4 separate regions of the Mus musculus genome follow, and all the other regions are linked to region 4. The links are chromatin contacts, called in public promoter capture Hi-C maps. All regions are on one chromosome and are shown on one strand. The core of a region is the stretch at or near the end of the contact, and the rest is flanking DNA. Distances in the headings are between cores, read along the strand shown.

Region 1 (2,837 bases), core at 218-2,717, 1.5 Mb before region 4:
AATATACACAGCTCTTACTCATTGTACCTAAGCATGTGGCATCATTCAGTGACAACTAAGGCACCTAAAGTTTCGGGGAGGCAGGAAGAACTGAGTCTCTGTGTAGTCCTGCCTATCCTGGAACTTGCTCTGTAGACCACTGGTCTTGAACTCCTGATCCACTTGCCTGTGCCTCCAGAGTGCTGGGATTAAACCAGCATGAGCTGCATTTAAATAAGCTTCAGAATCCAGAAACAATCAAACTGTCTGGCTTGCACAGGCTCAAGGGGTATCAATGCTTCCTCCTGCACCTTCTCAGTTTGGATGGTCAAATTCTGTTCACCCGTTCTTTCCCACACTATACCCAGTCTATCTCTGTTTATTTTATTATTATTATTATTTTGGTTTTTCGAGACAGGGTTTCTCTGTATAGCCCTGGCTATCCTGGAACTCACTCTGTAGACCAGGTTGGCCTCGAACTCAGAAATCCGCCTGCCTCTGCCTCCCGCAAACTGGGATTAAAGGCGTGCGCCACCACGCCCGACTTTTTTTTTTTTTTTCTCTGTTTATTTACACACACAATTCTTCCAAGTTTCATGATTTTTTCCTTATAGTTGCAAACTGAAATTCACATATTGACAGATATCTCCGAATTTAGGATTTGATACGTAATGGGCTCACATGCATTTATATCTGACACGTCTCTGGAGTCTACAAACATTGGTACCATTATCTACATTCCTCCCCCAAATTCTTAAATATGCTAGCTCCATGTTGAGATAAAAAGATTAGGGCCGCTGTCAGAAAGCACCCAACGCTGAGGGATGTTCGTCAGGATTCATTTTAAAGCGCTAATTCCCAGCCGAAGATTCGTATTAAGGCTCATGAATTTCTAAAAAAGCGATAGGCCTTCATTTGGAATGATGAAGACGGCCTGCGTTTTCTCAGTTCTGCACGCTCTAAAGTTTTAGAAAGATGCTCTTTGGAGGCGACTGACTGGGTTTCTCTTTGGTCCCCAAATGACATAAAGCTGATAATTTTCGTTTTGAAAATGCTGCCTCAGAAAAGAGGTGCAAAAGCATGGCTGCGGGGAAAGTAGCCTAGATCCAGCCACTCCGCCCTGGGCTCCTGAAGCTACGTGAAAACGAAGAGCAAGCCTTCGAGCAAGCCAAATCCTGAGGTGATTATGCTTGTTCCAGGCCTACGGGGAACGGAGGGTGGAGAAAAGAGACGCTCTGTGGTTCCCTGGCTGCAGCCGCCATCTTTCAGGGTGGGCTGCGCACGCTCTCGGCCCTGGGCCCGCGAGCACGAGCGGAGAAGACGTGGAAGCCCTGAAAACCCAGAGCGAGGCCACAAAGAGAAAACGCGCCTGCGCTTGGGCGACAGTAGTGGAGGGACGGGGCCAGAGACGAACGCGCGTGCGCAGTGAGAGCCCGCCAAGCACCTGGAGGAGGAGGGGGGCGAGGTACCTAGGCGTGAGGATGAAAGGCGCACGCGCAAAAGCGCGACTGTGCGGGGAGTGGGAGGGATCCAGAGGAGGCTCGCGGAGGCAGGACTAGCGCAGATCTCGCGAGATCTCCTGCGACCATATATACGTGCGGAGAGCCCGCGTCCTTTCCTTGGCGTGATTCCGTCCTGCGCGTCTGTTCTGTGGAACAGGAGGCAGTTGTTTTCCGTCCGGCTTCTCCCACACCGAAGTGCGCGCCTCCACCTCATGGAAGACTCGATGGATATGGACATGAGTCCTCTTAGGCCTCAGAACTACCTTTTCGGTAACTGACTGGAGGGGGAAGCGTGTGCAGGGCCTGGTGATGGGGGGGGGGGCGGGAGCCCAGCCGAGGCCTGGCGTGTGGGGAACGCGGCGTAGGTGGAGGCCGGAGAGCAAGGAGGAATCTCCCAGGCCTTAGAAGCAGCGGCCTGAACACTAGGAAAGCCGCCGGAAAATGGGGCGGGAGCGGCCCAGCCTGTAGCCTCGGGTGTTAGGAGCGGCCGGCCGGCCGGCGAGGGTGCGACCTTGCCTGTGGCGCGAACTTGAGAGGCGTTTCTCCTGTGCACGAAAGCCCGCACGGTCGCTTCCGAGCTCCTTTTTTTCCTCTTGTGTTGAGCCACGGCAGGCGGCACGGGAGAAAGGGGCCTGTGGAGCGAGGCGAGGCCTACCTCCGCCCTGTTGGGGAGGATACATCTGCAGGCGCTGGGCTTTCCAGGGGCCGCATCTTGTATTCTGTGGCGACCGAGGGCTTCGCCCAGTAACGGGGAATGGTCCGAGCAGGCGCCCTGAGGCAGAAGGGGCAGCAACCCCTAGGAGCACGTGGTTGCCACGTGGTTGGGGGTTAGGGAGGGGGTGTGGGCTCTACATCCGGGCTCTCCGACTCTAGCCAACCTTCAGCCGTGGGATCTTGTGGCTTAGTTAAAAGTTCTGGGAGGGAAATGTTTATTTCATAGCCCGTGGCGTATGGGTTTTTGAGATCTTTGTTCATATCTTTCAGTATCCACAGTGATGGAGCCCCCCCTTTTTAATTTGCCTCTGGTAGGCGGAGTCAGCATCACGTTGCAGATAGCTGTACTGATGGCCCACGTGGCTTAATGTTAGGAGTACCCTTAAATCATCTACCTGGCTCTATCTAGAACTACTTTTTCTTGGGGTGGGGAGAGGGAAGGATCTGTTGAACAGACAAGATTCGCTTTAGCATCAAGGCTTTTGGGGATCACATCTATAGTCTTGCTGCCTACCCTACACCCAGTTTTTGTTTAAAAGAATCAGTTTGTTTTTCAGTGATTCACGTTTTAGCTTTTTAACAGTCCTGAGATTAAAGGAACAGTGAACTCTGCCACTCGTTCATTAATTCTAGTAGTGTTTA
Region 2 (2,700 bases), core at 194-2,693, 1.6 Mb after region 4:
TTGTCTTCTTATATATAATTTATTTCTCTACGAAATTCACCATCTCGATTTTTGCTCTCAACTTTGTTTCTGCTATGGTTTGACCATATTCCACAAAGTCCATATATTTAAAATTCAATTTTCTGATTTACATGTTAATGGTATTTGGAGATAAGGCTTCTGTGAGTTAGTCAGCATTAGATAAATCAATAAGTCAATGAGGTTGGGTCGACCATGACACTAATGGCTTTAAAAAGACACAGGAGTTAGCATTCTCGTTCTATCATGCTATGTGATGCCCTCTACCAGCATAGGATGTAGTTAAGCCCATCATCAGATGATGAGCGCAATGTTCTTGGTTTTCCTTGCCTCTAGAATCATCAACCAAACAACCAACCAACCAAACAAACAAACAAACAAAATTCTGCATAAATGATTAAAGGAATAGAAAGCAGACCAAGACATTTCAAGCCCCTCTAAGCCATGTTTTAATGTTTAGTAGTGTCCTTACTGTCTTAAAGAGAGAGCGAGAGAGAGACCTCCTCGAATTTGTTGACTCTGTTTTCTCAGAAAATATGAAGTGTATTCAATTTCTCTTCAACATTGTAGGCAACAGCTCACTACACTTAGGTGCTTATCTATAGCATTGCCTTTCCTACCAGGACAGCATCCTATTAAAACTCCACGTAGATAAAGAAACATCTTGAACACAGAAGAGTCAAAAGTATCAACCTTTCGTAGCTTCTTAGTCAAGTGGATTATAAAATCTGTTCTCAAAAGTTGGCTGCGGCCATAATCTGAAAATCAGAACGAATAAATTAGTTTATTCCAGGTAGTTTTAGAATAGCCACTGGCTTCTGTTTTTTACGGCCAAATTTATTGCATGGGCACAAGGCAGGTCACAGGAAGGCGCTTATTTCCCTACACATGACAGAGTGACCACACGCCACTGTATTTTTCTTAAACTTTGTAACACTGCACTTGGATAAATCAGAATCCTTTGGAATAATAGGGGAAACTGAAGTAGGAAACAGCGTTAGTCAAGTGCTGCAACAAGGAAAGAGATGGGCTACAGCAATCCTCTGGGACTGGCGCAAGTGAAAGTCCTGAGGAAAGCCCCTGAATTTTTTTCCACGTCATCTTTTCTGCTTTCAGCACAGACGCGCATGCCGCTGGCCTGGGTCACCATGGAACACCAACGCCATTCTGGGTGAGTTGCTGGGTCCGATAGGAGAAACGCAGACTTCCCTGGCACCGGTACTAAGGCCCTGCGGATGCATGGAATCCTGGGACTTGTAGTACACTAGAGGCGCTCGCCTCAGCAGCTGGTTTACAGAGGACTACGATTTCCAAGATGCATAGGGAACAGGCGGGCAAAGGGAGGTGAGGTTTCGGCCCTAGGAGGCGTCTGCGTTTCCGAACCGGCGCAATTTCGCCGCGTAACTCTTCCCTGCGCTGGCCCCGCCCCTGGAGCCAGGGAAGGAGGAAGAGCTGGTCCCCAGATCCCCGGTGACGAAACCTAACCCGGGAGCGCGGGGAGGGAGGGAGGGCAGGCAGAGGATTTCGCTGGCTGGTGCGAGATCCTGGACGCAAGGCCGGCAGCAGAGGTTAGAGGCGGAGAAAGCAGGGATGCTACGTGCGAGGCTGGTCCGGGTGGGAGTGCAGGAACTCGCTAGGACCGTAGAGCCTGAGCCAGGTGTACCTGGGGCTACCAACCCTCAGATCTGCAAAAGTGGGCGCCAGGTTGAGCATGGGGTGTCGCTGACACCCGGGCTCCACGGGAGACCCCGCCCCCCCTCCTGCCAACCTAAAGGCAAGATCCTAGAGCCCTTGGGTCTCATAGCTAGCTCAAATCTCCGTGGGGAGAGGAGCATGATTTTTTTTGACACTTTATTATTGTTGCTGTTATTTTATTATTTTTATTATTATTTTTCGATCGGGAGCATTTGTAGGTAGCCGGATTTCCTCCGATTCAGAGAAAAAAAAATTATGACACTTGCAATTGGAGTCTTTAATTAGGGGAGAGCTGTTAAGTATTTATTTGTTTTTATGATTTTCTCTGTGAAGAGAAGGCGCATAGAGGGTTTGGATTTTAAACACATATATGACAGCTAATTGGAACATCTAAAAGAATGACCATTGCATATTCACCCTGGCTTTATAGAGGAAACAGCAAGTGTTACTGCAAATTGGAGCAGCAACTACCGGCCAGAAGTGTTTAGGGAGTATTTCCTATAATTAAGGTGGATATGGAAGGAGAAATGTGGACAATCAAAAAAAAAAAAAACCAAAAATAAACAAACAAAAATCCCACAACTTGGTTTTAGTTTGGTAATTATTTTCTTGTGCTGGGTGACATGCAAAAATTCTTTCTCTTCCTCGTTCTCGCATCCTAGATATAGACTGTCAGTTTCGGATCCAAGGACGGTGATGGCAAAGCAGTAAACCGGAGTAACCGTCTGCCTGTCAGATCAGACCTGTCACAGAATAAATCCCACCGCCTGCTGCGAAGCCCCCCGCGCTCCTCAAACTTGGAGAACTGGTAATCCGTGTCTGGATATGCAGATCTCTGATTTTAAAGGCCGGGTGACCCCGGGGAGAACCTCTCCCGCCGCCCAAAGCCCGCAGGTGCAGTGAGGCGTGTGTGCGGGTACTGGTACCCTCGAGGCCCGCTTGACCCCGGGAGAAGGAGTCGGGGAGCCCAGCGGGGTCTTGCTGCTG
Region 3 (2,752 bases), core at 13-2,512, 1.0 Mb after region 4:
CCACAAGGCACCTTTCAGATTCATCAGCCTGAATGAAAAGATCAAGCCTAACTTTATCTCAGAATCACCACAGATTTGGCACCGTCAGAACATTTCAGAATTGATTCATTGTCTGTCTTAGTTAAGGTTTTTATTGCTGCCATGAAACACAATGACCAAAAAGCAGCTTGGGGGAGGAAAATGTTTATTTGGCTTATACCTCCACAGCACTGTACATATCAGGATAGGGACTCAAACAAGGCAGGAACCTAGAGATGATGTAGAGGCATGGGGGGTGGGGTGGGGGTGGGGACTGGTTACTGACTTGTTCCACATGGCTTACTCAGCCTGCTTTCTTATAGAACCCAGGATCCCTGGACTAGGGATGGCATCACCCACAACTGGCTGGGTTCCACTGCTCCCTCCCCCACCCCCCCATCAATCACTAATTAAGAAAATGCCTTATGGCTAGATCTTATGGAGGCATTTTCTCACTTGAGGTTCTCTCCTCTAAGATTACTCTAGCTTGTGCCAAGACTAGCCAGCACACTGACCAAATACCCTTTGTGCCACTAAGCTAAGCAGGTCCTTCATTTCAAATGTCCACCTCAGGATGTTGGAAATGGGGATATTGTTTCAAGGGCACACATTTTCTTCATATGAAGTGGAGATTATCATATATTTGCACAATGGTGAGTATAGTTAAGAATGATATATATTTAAAATCGTTGAAATCTTAAATGAAATCAGAGATGAAAGTTAATTAGCTTGAATTAATCTCCTTACAGTGTACCCATGGGTATACTATGTATTCTTTACAGTGTACCTATATAAAATCACCTAAAACTTAAAAATTCTTTGACATTTTATCCTTGCATATAATGAATTTTGGTAATTTTCCCCCTATTATCCTTCTCATCTCTACCCACTTAGACTTTACCCGCTCTGTCCTCTCAACAAGTCACCCTCTTATTTTCATCCTTATAGAAAAAACAAAACAAAACCTTTTTTGTGTCAAATAAACGTCGGTGGGTAGATATTAGTTGGTTTAATCCCCTCACATGCCCGACCTCCGTTTTCTTTAGAGAACCGGGTCCTGGGGAACGCAGAGAGGGAGCACCCTGCTAGGGAGCCCGAGCGCCGGGTGTCCCGTCGCCCTCACTGTGTACAACGGTCATCTGCCATCTTCTTACGCATGACCCAGCGCGCTCTTGTCTTGGCTTCTGGGCGTCGGTCCCAGAGCCCATAAGTCTTCCTCCCCTGGCGGCTGTCGCAGTCTCCGCGCCACATACCCAGCTAATGCTGCTCGGGAGAAGGCTGGCCGCCATGACCGAGCTGCTCAAGTCTGTGGACTACGAAGTGTTCGGGACAGTGCAAGGTACGGTCTGACCTGGGATGCCAAGACGAGGCCGTGGGAGGGAGAGGAGGAAGCTTATGCCATCCATTTTAGGGACGGTTCTTCTCACTGAGGCAGCGACTTCCGCTCAGCCATGACACAGCAGCCCGGGGCGGGGAGAACGGGCTAGCGCGGGGCGGAGGGAGGTCACCCTGGGTTCCCGAAGAGGACGCTGCAAGCCTATAGGATGGGGGTGGGGGACGCCTAAGTGCGGCAGAAAAGCAAGGGTACCTGAATGATACTGGGTGATTTACTTTGTCAGAGGTTGTAGCCCCTCTCCAGCTAGCAATTTTTCCTTCCTGGGTTTTGGAGATTGAACCTTATATATTTATGCACAGTCTTACATTTGCGTACTAGATTGCTGAAGTACACTCCCAGGCCATTTAAGTGAAGTTTTAAAATTTTTGTTTGATTATAAGCTTAAATAGATGCATAGAATATAATGTCTGACTTACTTTAAATCTTTATATTTGTAATTTAAAACGTTAAAACATTCTTTTAATTTTTTCTAACGCAACTTGACATAGTAGTGCATGTAGTCCTTATGCAGAAGAAGGTGGATATTTGAGTTCAAGACCAGGCTGGTCTATACACTTGAGAAAATTATCTAATGGCGTATAAATACTGTAACTATTTAATGTATATCATCCATTTAAAAGAAGAAAACTTTTTGAGACTGGAAATGTAGCTCAGTAGAGTGCTTGCTTAATAGTCACCAAGCCCTGGAATGGGTGCTCTGCTCTGTACCAGACCAAGGACGAGCTAGTCCTTATAAGCCTGTAATGCAGGTTCCGGTCTTCAACATAAAAATAATGCCTTTCTTTTTCTTTTTCTTTTTCTTTTTCTTTTTCTTTTTCTTTTTCTTTTTCTTTTTCTTTTTCTTTTTCTTTTTCTTTTTCTTTTTCTTTTTCTTTTTCTTTTTCTTTTTCTTTTTCCTTTTCCTTTTCCTTCTCCTTCTCCTTCTCTTTCTCTTTCTCTTTCTCTTTCTCTTTCTCTTTCTCTTTCTCTTTCTCTTTCTCTTTCTCTTTCTCTTTCTCTTTCTCTTTTCTCTTTCTCTTTCTCTTTCCCTTTCCCTTTTCCTTTTCCTCTTTCTCCTCCTCCTCCTCCTCCTCCTCCTCCTCCTCCTCCTCCTTCTCTTTCTTTTTCTTTTTCTCTTTATTTTTTCTCTTTTTTGGGGGGTGGGGCGGGGGCTTGAGACTCGGTTTCTCTGTATAGCCCTGGCTGTCCTGGAACTCACTTTGTAGACCAGGCTGGCCTCGATCTCAGAAATCCTCCTGCCTCTGTCTCCCAAGTGCTGGGATTAAAGGCGTGTGCCCTTTAACGAGGATATTACTTCCTGTTTGAGTCGGATTTCCATTCTACCTTCTCCACATAATT
Region 4 (2,739 bases), core at 105-2,604:
ATTTTTTATTTACACAAAGGAATTTGATGGCCTTTTCTCCTTGGTGCAGTGACCTCTTTCCCCTTCCTCCTCTACTTCTTATGCACAAATTCTTTTCAGATAACTGAGTAAGATTGTTATGTTGGACCCTAGCCAACTGAGAAAAGACAGGATTCACCTTCCTCAGAATAAAAACCAAATGCACTTCCTGTCTAGGTGTGTTCCCTCCCCTGCCCTTTCCTGCCCCAGCAAGCCTCTTGATCAAGTAAAGTTTGCCTCATCCAGACACTTAGCTGAAATGATGGTCTCTCTTAGCAATCCAAACTTTTTTTTCTAATAGGGGCAACAGTGGGGAATTCAGTGCAGACTTGTGGGTGTAAAAGCTAGGGTATTTTACTTGTTGTAAAATGACAGCTAGCTATCAGGACCGTGGATATGTTAGGTTAAACACTGGACCACAGCACCTACTATACTTCATCTAGGTATATATATGACCACGGTAATTATTTCTGTTCTTCTATTTCTGCATCTGCACAAAGAAATAGTAGTGCCAGCTTTCAGGTAGTTGTGAACGTATTTAAAGAGTGCAGCACTATTACATCTAATTCATTCTACTTACTGGATCTACTATTAGTAATGCTGACAATATTTAATGCTAAGGCGAAAATCCACACATGCAAAAAAGACTTAACAGCAGTTTTTATTTTCTTCTTGTTATTTTACGAGTTCGTAAAATGAATCTGCATTGCTATTAATCAGGCAGAAGGGTACAAACTTTTGAACAGAAGTTTGATTAGTAGGCAGGTTAGAGAGCTTGAGAGGGTATAGGCACTTGCCACTGAGCTGGAGGATACGTGTTCGATCCCACCACTTACATCACAGGAGAGACCAGTGTGTCCCAAGTAGTCCTCTGACCTCCACATATGTGCTGTCGCACGCTCCACCGCCCCTCCCTGCCACACAAAAAGTAAAAATTAATTTTGTCAAAACAATAAGATTAACCCATTGTTAACCAAATCTCCCAGATCACATTATTTAAGGGGATCGTGGGAATGGAGCGACTGTCAAAAGCACAGGCTGCCAGGCATAAATACAGAGCTGCTGAATCACAGTCGTTAAAGGATACACTCGTAATCTTTTAATCAGTTCTGCAGGTGACCCGGAGGTCTGATTTGGGAGGGCTGCCGTGACTGGGTAGGTTCTGAGCCTACAATGCCCAAGCTGTCCCGCAAACTAGCGCGAGCGAGCCAACAGCCTGCCGGGAGTTGTAGTTTCTAACGGCCAGACACGGGCTATAAGAACATAGGTGATGGCTCCAGGAAACCAACCGTCCCACAATGCAAAGGCCGTCGGTGACGCCATTAGACGAGCGCCGGCAGCGCGGCGAGCGGGGAGCGCCTTGGTCCCCGCCGCCTCCCACCCTGCCGCCTCCGTCGCCGCCGCCTCCGTGGGCCCCTCCGTGTCTGCGCAGCTCTGCCCGCGGCTCCCGGAGGAGCAGCGGAGCGCGGGGCCCGGCGCGGGCGCGGGGTGCGGCCATGGCGGACGGTGCGGGAGCAGGCGCGGCGGGCCAGGCTTCGGGACCGTCCGGGGGCTCGAGTGGGGCCGGCGGCCCTGTCAATCCCGCTTCGCTGCCTCCGGGAGACCCGCAGCTCATCGCTCTCATAGTGGAGCAGCTCAAGAGCCGTGGGCTGTTTGACAGCTTCCGCCGGGACTGCCTGGCCGACGTGGACACTAAGGTACCTGAGCCTCGGGGGACCAAGGGGGGCGGACCATCCAGTTGCTTTGACGTGCCAGAGCCCGGAGTAAAACAAAAGGCACCTCGAGAGCCTGGCAGGGACGCGCTGCTCGGGGCACTACCGGTATCTTCTGAGTGGTGCACACCCGACACCGGAGCCCTTACCAGCTGTGATTTTTAAATCAATCAATCAATCAATCTATCTATCTATCTATCTATCTATCTATCTATCTATCTATCTATCTATCTATCTATCTATCTATCTATCTATCTATCTATCTATCTATCTATCTATCTATCTATCTATCTATCTATCTATCTATCTATCTATCTTCTGAGTGGTGCACACCCGACACTGGAGCCCTTACCAGCTGTGATTTTTAAATCAATCAATCAATCAATCTATCTATCTATCTATCTATCTATCTATCTATCTATCTATCTATTCATTTATTTATTTATTTATAGTTCTTTCGCTTTTCTGAACTTGAGGATTCTTTAATGGCTGCACACGTATACCCACTCCATACCCAAGAAACTTGTGTTTTACAACCCATGGGAAAGGTAGAGTACTTTAGAAGCTCCACCCGTTCCCTTGTTCACCTGGGAGGTGATTTTTAGCACTGGCTGGATGGGACTGCACGTTAATAGTCCCTTTCCCCAGCTGAATCATTTGCAGACTTGTTTGAGGTCAAATTGGGATAAGCTGTCGAATCAGCACCTTCTTTTTTTCCATTTAACTAATTGAAATGGAGTTAATGGCTATGTTAGATCCAGTGCCAAAGGCCAGTCTACCGTTAAACAAAATGCTAATTCACCTCATTTGGAAACTTTGGAATGTGTGTCACGGGGCAGGTATATAGTAGCCAGAACATTTCCTTTCCCATTACAAAACTTGCTTGCCAAGATTAAGGTGTGGAGCTAGGAGCCTCTTTGCTGACTGAGAGGGCTCCCCAGGGTAGTGGTTGCTCCTCATGCTGTCAGGGCTGTGAGTCACCAAGCAAGCTGGTCTAGTAGGCCTTAGC

Evidence for each region. Promoter capture Hi-C pulls out the DNA fragments that hold promoters and counts their contacts.
Region 1: a promoter capture Hi-C map of liver shows a contact between it and region 4, with 2.8 times the contacts expected there. The contact joins the promoter of Npm1 here to the promoter of Bod1 in region 4. A contact is called at or near these places in 3 of 39 promoter capture datasets (hippocampal neurons, liver and pre-B cells), 1 of 484 Hi-C or Micro-C datasets (CD4 T cells) and 2 of 9 other capture datasets (adipose tissue and liver).
Region 2: a promoter capture Hi-C map of embryonic stem cells shows a contact between it and region 4, with 2.3 times the contacts expected there. The contact joins the promoter of Eml6 here to the promoter of Bod1 in region 4. A contact is called at or near these places in 3 of 39 promoter capture datasets (embryonic stem cells, hippocampal neurons and liver) and 2 of 115 datasets of contacts at active chromatin or transcription factors (astrocytes and stem cell-derived neural progenitor cells).
Region 3: a promoter capture Hi-C map of embryonic stem cells shows a contact between it and region 4, with 6 times the contacts expected there. The contact joins the promoter of Acyp2 here to the promoter of Bod1 in region 4. A contact is called at or near these places in 5 of 39 promoter capture datasets (embryonic stem cells, erythroid cells, hippocampal neurons and 1 more).

The regions. Positions count from the first base shown.
Region 1 is chr11:33,161,836-33,164,672 of GRCm38.p6, reverse strand. Npm1 (nucleophosmin 1) reads left to right here and starts at 1,467. Exons shown (of 11, transcript NM_008722.3): 1 at 1,467-1,751. The coding sequence starts at 1,694.
Region 2 is chr11:30,024,776-30,027,475 of GRCm38.p6, reverse strand. It overlaps Eml6 (echinoderm microtubule associated protein like 6), which reads left to right and starts at 1,443. Exons shown (of 42, transcript NM_146016.2): 1 at 1,443-1,586; 2 at 2,376-2,700.
Region 3 is chr11:30,647,906-30,650,657 of GRCm38.p6, reverse strand. It overlaps Acyp2 (acylphosphatase 2, muscle type), which reads left to right and starts at 1,262. Exons shown (of 4, transcript NM_029344.3): 1 at 1,262-1,357. The coding sequence starts at 1,279.
Region 4 is chr11:31,670,477-31,673,215 of GRCm38.p6, reverse strand. Bod1 (biorientation of chromosomes in cell division 1) reads left to right here and starts at 1,354. Exons shown (of 4, transcript NM_001024919.1): 1 at 1,354-1,715. The coding sequence starts at 1,515.